Regions from separate parts of the Gossypium hirsutum genome. Here region 2 is linked to region 1. Evidence: chromatin contacts called from public Hi-C data. All regions are on one chromosome and are shown on one strand. The core of a region is the stretch at or near the end of the contact, and the rest is flanking DNA. Distances in the headings are between cores, read along the strand shown. Region 1 has its middle 14 kb from the start of LOC107956742. Region 2 has its middle 19 kb from the start of LOC107954648.

Region 1 (5,072 bases), core at 273-2,772:
AAAAACAACGATGGCGGTGAGATTAGGTCCTGTAGCGGTGAGATTGGATAATGTAGCAGTGAGATTAGAAACAGCGGTGGAGTGTGTGTTTGGATTCAAACGCAGCTGTAGCGGTGAGGTGAAAATAGAAAATAACTTTTAAGGACATTAGATTAAAAATGATATATCATAGAAGTTTTTAAAATTATTTAACAATTACAAAATTAATAAATTATTAAAAATTATTATTAAATATAATTTAATAAAAATATATAATTTAATAAAATATATTAAATTTACAAAAATTCAATCACAGCTTAAAAATTACATGAAAATAACAACTTAATTATTATTTTTTAAAACAAAAAAAGTTTGCTTAAATAATCCAATTAAATTTTTATCTCCTGATTAAAAAACAAATCATTCCTCTATGAAACAGGGAAACGAAGCAAAAAGAGAGTTACGATCTTCCTAAATTTCACTTTCAATGAAGTTGAACTAAATTTAGTTATTTAATTCATCATTCTACATATCTTTTAAGCAGAAACAAAACAAAAAAAAAATCATATATCTATCTCTAAACTTATTGTGTAAGCGAGCAAACAGAGGTTATAGAGCAAACCAAGGGGAAGGGGAAAGGGAAGGGGAAGGGGAAAGGGGAGAAGAAGAGTAACCAAAGATTAGAAGAAACAAAAGAAATAATATGAGTAAAAGAGGAAAAGAAAAAGTAACTGGAGTTGCTAAATTTTTACTGGACCAACAATCTCTCAAAGGAGCCCTAAATCCCCATCAATGTTTAAACTTGCGGCTCTCGAATCATCAAGAACATTTTGACTGGGATTTTGAGTAGAAAGAATAGTCGTCATCACCTCCATGGACTCTGTTAAAGGAATTCGTGCACTACCAGAAGATTTAAAACGATTCCCATGTCCCCAAAGAGCATTTGAATTCTTGTGGCTACCACAAATTTTATTATTTTTTATGTCACCCTTTCTATTTATAAAACCGGATTTGTCCACATCCGAACCTGAAACTAAAGCCAAACTCGGCTTCTCCGCTGACCGATTTCCAGATTTAGCATGTTGATCGGAAATAATATTTTTCTTAAAAGACACCGCAGAATATTTCCCGGGATCGAGGACGCCTTCGGAAATTTGGATTTCGACTCCTTCAGACACTTCGAAAGCTGGGTTAAAATGAGCCTTAACCCTTTCTAAATAACCAGACCCGAAACACCAAAATTCAAAGAATTTTGGTTATCACCTTCCGCGCCCAATCCAGTAATTTTAGAATTATCCTGCTCACTACCTGCACGTGCACAAGAAAAAGAAATATTAGCATTTGATTTGAAAATTGGGCCCTCATTGCTCTTACCGTTATTCTCCAATTCCATAGGCCTTTTTCCCAAAAATTTATCCAAGCTAATTTAGTATTCTGGCCCAAATCATTTGCTCCCAAGCTGTCCAAAGAAAAACTCTTAGCAGGCCCTAAAAGGTCTCCACGGCCCGAAGCACTCCTACGGCCTGCTTCAAAATAAGGCCCAGATTTCTTTTTAACACCCATATTAAACCTACCCTTATGACCCTCATCGCCGACAGCCCCTCTCTCCCTCACTTTCTCCTGCGAAAAATCTCCATTAGCCACCCTCAAATCACTCCCCAAATCTCCAACCTGATTAAACGCCGAAAAACTAGATCCAAAAGAATCATTTCCAGATTTTTTTCGCGCCGCTAGCCTGATGAACGCGTTGGCCACGCCTCGCCTTTCGTTCCACCAACATCCATGGTCCGAACTCCGGCCTCTTATCACCAACATCCACTGAAACCGGACACATATATAATAACGCAAATATGTTAGAATCATATCTCTTACAACAAAAAAACAATAAAGAAAAGACAGAAAGAAAGAAAGAAACAATCAACTATCATTATCAAAAGAGAGAATAAGCAACAACAAAGTGGAAAAAGAAGCCATAATAGACTTGAATAGCATATGAAAATAACATTTATGAAGTCGCCTCATTTATGAAAAATCTATACAACAAAAAACTTAAAATGTTATTCCTTAATAGCTAATAGAAAAGAATTTATTTCTTAATTCAAAAGAAAAGAAGAAGAGAATTTTGTTTCTATAACTTTTGAAAAAAGATAAAATTTGTGTTTATTATTTTCTCATGTTTAAGTTATTATAAGGATATATATATAAAAAAATTAGGTTTTGCGTTTGCATTATTTTTATATATAAAATTATTATAATTTTTTCACATTTACAATTTATTTTGTGTTGATTCTAACACATTTTATCTTTATGTTGTGCTCATGAAAATTTTTGCAACATTTTTATGTTCATACTATTATTCGTGTAACTTAAATAGGTAAATTTACAAATAAATTTCTTATGTTAAGTTAGCTTATTTCATACCAGTTTTGACATATTCATATATTCATATTATATGATAATTATATAGTTTGTTAGAGTGATTCAATATAAAAATAATAATAATGTGTTCATATCTTGTGTATTCATTTCATATTTAATAACTAGTTGTTATAGTAATTTCATTTAGAGAGAAAAAATAAATAAATGTTTGTACTATTTTTGCGTTATCTTGTGTTGCAAATTTTAGAAATTTTTAATAAGGTAACTCTGGAAATTTGTATATGTATATAAATATATTATGGGTTAGTATTTTTTTTTATTCTACAAGTAATCTTAAAAGTTTTATCATATGTGTTTTCTTTTAAAGATTTATTTTTTAATATTATACTATACCCTATAGTACATTTACCAATCTCTAATCCTGTTTGTGGAGTCTAAAAACTCTTTTAAAAATGTATCAAATATTATTCTATATATTATTACTTAAAATTGAATAATTATATATACAATATATTTATATAAATATTTATATTTTAAAATTTTAATTTTAATTTTAATTTTCTAAAGTTCCATTAAAAGTTAGAAAAAAAAACAATTATCTTTGGGTTGCAGAAATATTGGGCCTGGCAAGCAATCCATGTGGCCTTGAGGTGGTGACGAGTGAAAAGTCTTCTTCCCTAGGCTAAGGAGATAGGTTTGGGACCAGAATTAGGGTAATTTAAGGTCTAAGGACCGCTGCTGGTCCATGGTATTGGTTCTCACATGGAGCACGCACCCTGTACATGGTATTCCCCTTCTATGCGTCATGCCTTGCATTACGTGTTGGTGCATGGAAAATTCAAATTTGTTTGGTGGGCCTTCTTCGTTTTTATTCATAAGGTCCGATTTCTGACTTATGATCCAATATATGGTCAGTGGGTGGGACTCACATATCCATTAGTTGAAAGTCTACCGTTTCCATTGTTGGATGTGTTTGATGAATTAATTAAAAAAAAAAAACCTTCAGATAGATTTTTCTCGTTTCCAATGAAATCAAACATTTCAAGTCACTCTTTTGTCTTGATTAAGAAAGTGATGGTGTCGACAAAAGAGTGATGGAGGTAAAGATGGAAGGTGGTTTAAATTGAAGTGTTAGTTTCAAGTAGTTTTTTTTATAATAATTAAAATGTAATTTCATCATTATAATATTTTATATTTATATAATTTTTAAAAGGATTAAATCAAAATTTTATTAATTTTAGAAGTCACATTAAAATTTTACCATGTGTTAACTTATAAATTTATAAATTTTAGATTACACTAAAAAACAACCCTTTTTTTTATCAAGAAACTATAAGAAGTTTTAATACGATATTTTATGTTCAGAGTCTTCTTGAAGACAAAGGGATTATTATAAAATTTTGCCATAAGTCCCCTTGAACAAATGTTGTGATAGAGGGAAATGCAGTGCAAAGATTTGTATAATACACAATTTGAGTGGGTTTTTTTTAACAATTATAATTTAAAATCAAAATATCTTTAAAAATATAAATACTCGATTAATAAATCACATTTTAATATTCGATTTGATGTAAGTTAGATGAGTATATATTAAGTATGAAATATAGACAAGAAAAAGAAAAAGGGAAAATGATTTCATTGGCTTTAAATCAAGTGGACAGTCTTAAAAAAGATGTTTATATGATGTCTCTTTCTTTTTAGGGTTCACATTTTCAATTATTTTGCGGGGGTTGGCGTTGAACATATATATTTATGTTGGATACTTGTTTTTGAATTTAGATATTATGATGAGGAAGAAATTAATGCAAGTCTCCCAATATTCCATATAGCTGTAATTTCAGAGGCTTTTGTCCATGTTATCTCATGTGTTCAATTTTGTAATGGGGTATGCTTCACATTAATTCACGTTCTGGTTTCCCCTACAAACTTTGCTCATCTTATGCTAAGATTTGATTCCCACATTTATTTTATTAGTTACAGTTTTTACGGTTAAGATTAAGTTGAACCCGGTTTGGTTGATTCCCTTGAGTAAACCAGTGATTAGAGTCAAAGAGATTTTCTTTTTACATTTAAAATTATCAAAGATTAGATCTTAGCAAAACAAAAAACTCAATTAGTTTATACCGTTATTTTTTAATAAAAGATATTTAAAAAATTGCATTTAGGACTCAATCCCTTCAAATTCTCTGACCACTTTTTAAAGAAAATCAAATTTCGCAGCAGTGTCGGGTTTAAGTTCAGCTCCACCCCATTTTTGTTTCTTAAATTTATAGAAAATGACCTAATAACTAATATTTTCTTATAATTTTAAATTTTATAATATATATTTTTTTATTTTTTTGTAAAAATTGACATATGTGCAATATTATATAAAATTTCGAAATGAATGGAGATAAAGGCCGACAACACAATTTTGGGATTAAAGGCAAAAACAAAATGGAGGGGAGCAAAAACTATAACTGTAAATTAACAGAGTATTCAATCAATGATTTATGATTAGTTAGGTTTTTGTGTATTTATGTTCATTACTAAGTTAAATAAAAATATATAAATAAAAACCCCATGTGATGACCTGATAATTAAGAGTATTTATTATTCTAAATGTGGTCTGGGTTCGAATTGCACTAATTGTATTTATTATTTGAACTTTGCACTGTTATTATAATTCACTATATATATATAAACAAATTTTTCGACTCGTTTATTAAATGAAC
Region 2 (4,698 bases), core at 206-2,705, 42 kb after region 1:
GTTGATTTATTTGATATGGAATTAAATTGGGCGGTCGTAAGAATTGTTCAACTAGAGAATTTGATTAAAGAATTTTCTTGAAAATTAATTCGGAAAATCTAAGTAATTTTAGGAAAAATTAATTTTGATAAAGTAAAATTAAATTACTTAAAATTATTAAAATTAATATGATATTTTTGGGAATTAATTTTCAAGTAAAATAATTGACCTAATAGATAATTGAACTTGAAAATTGGACCTGAGATTGTAAATTGGGCCCGGGAGCCTAAAACCGAGACTAAGACCCAAAAATTGGTCGAACCGGGTCTAGTATGTGAAACCAGGTCGATAGTCCAATTGGTCGCTAGATTGGATCGGTTGGGACATCACTAGCTCAGACCAAACTGGTAGCAACCGAATCAGCTCAGGGTGCCGGCAACTGGGTCATTATTTGACGAACACTTGAGTTCAAAAGAAAGTTATAGAGAGAAAATTATCTGAAGAAATTATTTTAGAAAATTTCTAAAGATATTTTTCTTATTTACAACTTGACCCAAAAGTTTAGAGAAATTTTAAAATTACCGCATTGGTAGCTTTTGTGAAAAATTTTCTAATTCAAAGCGAGCCCACACTCGGTAGACGCGAGCGTGAGGATAGTGGAGAAGACTACTTAGTCGAATCATTCATCCTAGACGAATCGAAAATGTACAATTTTGATTAAGTGTTTATTACTTTAGATATCATAACCAAGTTCTTGTTTTGGTAATATTTTTAAAACTTTGATTTTTCCTTAAATTTATTTTCTGCTGCCTTTTCCAAACCTGATTTTCCAACACAAATTCCTTCGGCAAACCTATTAGCCTCAAACGGAAAGGAATTAAGATATTTGATTTTTGTAATAATACCATTTGTCTTAGCACCACTAATCCGAGTTTCAATTAAACAAATCAACTCTGGAGAAAATTCTTTCCTATACTCATTCACAATATTATTGGACCTGGGATGCCCAACCCCTTGACAATTCCAACAAAATGTCTTTGTGTCCATAATTAAATAAATAATCATAAAAGACAAAACCTAGAAACAATCAAGTATTTTAGCAGCTAACTTTATCTCTACAGTCACTCTTGGTATCTATAACTTCTTCCTTACTCGGGTCGTCGTTCTCTTTATAAGCGCCATTAGGAACCTGTTCAAAACTATGAACCAAGCCCTGCATTGCCACTTCCAAATCCTTATTGTCATTTAGAAGCCTACTTGCAACAATATTCGGTGGCTTATCATGCTGCTCATTCCCAACATCTCTAATTTTCTGTACACTATTTTGAGAGGCCCTACTTGATTCCTCAAAATTAAAAACCCACATTCTCATTCCCTTTAACCACTTTAGAAATTTGCCTCTCCTCCACACACACTGTCTTATGTTTGTCTTTGTTCAAATTAGAAGGAACACTGATGAGCTGGACAAATAACTTTTCCCCATGACCCATATCCATTTTTGGTCCCATCTTTGAGCCATCATCAAAAGCCACATGGTCTTTTGTGGCCTTAAAACCCAATTTCTCATTAGTAGGCTTTAAAGCCTTAAAACCTTTTTTCCAGCCTAGATCCAATCATAGCTCCTTTCCCTTTGGCTCGCTGACCTAAATTAAAATCCTTAGAAATTCCTTTACGTTTTTTAATCCCAAAATTCTCCACTACTCCCATCACCATCTCCTAGTTTATCTTATTACCCATTTGTTCAATATTTTCCCCCAATATCCACGCCAAAACTCACCCCCTTATCCCCTCCATATCCCATACCATATTTTTCCTCGTTAATCGCAACGCAAATCTGTAAACTCTAAATTATATAGGGTTTTTCTAGTCATTTTTACCACCTTTTTACTTAATAATGATACTAATCTCGAGTATTTGTTATGTAACACCCTTAACATGTATTCGTCGCTAAAATAGGATTACGAGGCATTACCGGACCCGACACAACTTCTGAACTATTGCATGTATATAGACGTAATCATGGTAAAATCTCTTAAACCTAACCAACTTTAAAATATTTCATGACACTAAATTAATATATATTCGTATTCATTTAATACATAAACAAAGTATCAAAATAACACTTCCCCATATAAGCTATGCGCATATCAAAATAAACAATTTTATTAATTACAATATACATATAAAACGAGTGAGTCAAACCATAACATATGACCATATCACAATCGGTACATTACTATTGTTTAGCCTTTTTGTTCAATGCTTAGCCAAAACATAAATGAAAATATACCATAATAATGATTCAATTATGAGAAAATGTTTATACCCAAACAGACATCAACTTTCCAATAATACGAGTCTATTTTGCTAAATTACCTTACATCATTGTTGATCACATCTTTTAAATCCGTAATCTAATACATACACATATGCCCAAATATGTCATTTATTAATTTACTACCTTACTAAGCCGTATCCTAGTCATTTTCAAATATAAATCAAACACTTATCATTTACATGCAAAGACATCTCATAAAACATAATCATTATATATAAAACAAATCTACTAATGCATTACATGCCAAAACCGAACCTATATATATATGTATAAATGATATTAATCCTGTAACATATCATAGGTCACTTATAAAACTAATTTCGTAAACAAGACTCATTATACCAATTACCAATTCTAATTACAATATGTATATCAATTTAAGTATAATACCATAGCAATAATCCACACTTAACAAATATAAGAAAAATTAACGTTAACATATAACTGGACATTTAGTTCCATGATTTAAACACCACTACCAAAACACAAGGTAATTTATAGTCATCAATAAGAACTCATTCATCAATTATACCTAACTCACTTAAAATGAAACTATAACAAACCATAATTGCAAATCATGCCAACCTTCAAGACTATATCATCTTGCATATACCAAATACGTCATATACCTATAATATACCTATTGCTTTTGAAAGAGGCTTAAACTATAACTGAATTACATCACCATCAACAATATGTCGAACACATCACACATATATAAATACCATAACCGAAATTTGCTTAAACTTAAGCATTATATCTAGCCATTTTCGCATGGCTTAATATTTACAAATTCAAAACTAACCCAAAACACTAGCTAGCCTATACATGCCATAAGTGTAAGGTTCAACTTTTTAAAATGCCAAATTAGCGATCAATAGTATATTAGATTACTCTGACGATCCTCGAGCTCGTAACTTGATTCCAAAACTATAAAACAACGAACAAACACACACACAGTAAGCTTGAATAGCTTAGTAAGTCATAAGAAAATAAATCATTTCAAAGATATCTAATATAATTTAACTAGGCCAAATCAAGTAGACCTTAATCACATCTACATTTATCATACTAGCGAATTCATATAACATCACAAAATATTAGTAATTTAACATCATCTGACCGAGTGCACATATACTCATAAGCACACATTACTCTCACTTTTAATATCACATATACATTATTTAGCCGAATATGAGCATTCATGTAAATACATATAATTCACTTTATATCATGTATAATTTATATCACCATTTCAAATACCAAGCTTACCTTATTTTTATTAACATTGAACTTAACACTTACTTGACCTTTTTAGCTCGATTTCACAATCAATCATAACTTGATAATGTCTGCTGAACCATTCGAAATTGAATAGAATACTCGAATAATCATATTTATCGTACAATGCCAATTTCCCATAAGTGGTTTTACATGTAACCCCGTAGCGATATCGCTGTCCCACACAGGGTCTTACTCACAATTACAAATTGATGCCGCTGTCCCACACAGGGTCTTACACAATAACACTTATCGAAATTCCTTTGGTTCACTCAGGACTTTCGTACGTCGCATTTCGATCGAATCAAACTTATACATATTATTTCCATATAAATATACATTCGGCTATCTCATATTTATATGCATATAAATTCAATTCAACATTTCAAATTCACAATTATTTAAAGTTAACAACATTTATGTGCTTATAGACTTACCTCGGACGAAGACGGACGAACCGGGACGACTATTCCACAACTTTAGATTTCCCCCGATCCAATTCCGATTTCCTCTTTTGTTGATCTAAATTACTATAATTTAAACTTATGTAATCACATATTCCATCAAATTCATCCATAAACACATAAATCGACAAATTACACTTTTACCCCTAACATTTCACATTTTTCACAAATTAGTCCCTATTTCACAAAATACAAAATAAACAAAATATCATTACACAATAGCTTGGCCGAATATTCACTAAGCTCACATAAGTCCATGCATTTCATTTATTTCACATTTTAGTCCCTCAATTTATTATTTTTGCAATTTAGCCCTAATTACTCAAAATCATCAAAAATTCAAATACAACATATGTTTATCTATCTCATTTCTTTTATTTTCTAACATCAACAACAATATTAACAAGCTTTCAACAATGGAAAAAATACAAAATCATCACCAAATTTAAAAATTCAAGAATGGGTTAAGTAGTATTCGAAGCAACAATTTCAAAAACGTAAAAATTAACAAAAATTGATCTCAACACATACCTAAATTCAAGCTTCAAAGTGCCGAAACCTTAAACCTTTTCTTTCTCCTTTTCTTTAGCTATATTCGGTCAATAAAAAAAATAAAGATGAACTAATGCATGTTGT

What was found. Hi-C and Micro-C count contacts between places; a contact is called where the count stands out from the background.
Region 2: a contact with region 1 is called in a Hi-C map of hypocotyl, with 1.8 times the contacts expected there. The contact joins two enhancer-like sites. A contact is called at or near these places in 3 of 34 Hi-C or Micro-C datasets (hypocotyl, leaf and petal).

Annotation. Positions count from the first base shown.
Region 1 is chrD07:29,197,674-29,202,745 of Gossypium_hirsutum_v2.1, forward strand. No RefSeq gene overlaps it. Among protein-coding and RNA genes, the nearest start is that of LOC107956742, 14 kb to the left of the region's middle. Within about 2 kb of position 1,523, at least 9 of the 9 cell types and tissues checked have an H3K27ac peak or open chromatin away from gene starts, as enhancers often do. A contact at or near this core is called in hypocotyl and leaf, where this site is marked.
Region 2 is chrD07:29,239,701-29,244,398 of Gossypium_hirsutum_v2.1, forward strand. No RefSeq gene overlaps it. Among protein-coding and RNA genes, the nearest start is that of LOC107954648, 19 kb to the left of the region's middle. Within about 2 kb of position 1,456, at least 2 of the 9 cell types and tissues checked have an H3K27ac peak or open chromatin away from gene starts, as enhancers often do. A contact at or near this core is called in hypocotyl and leaf, where this site is marked.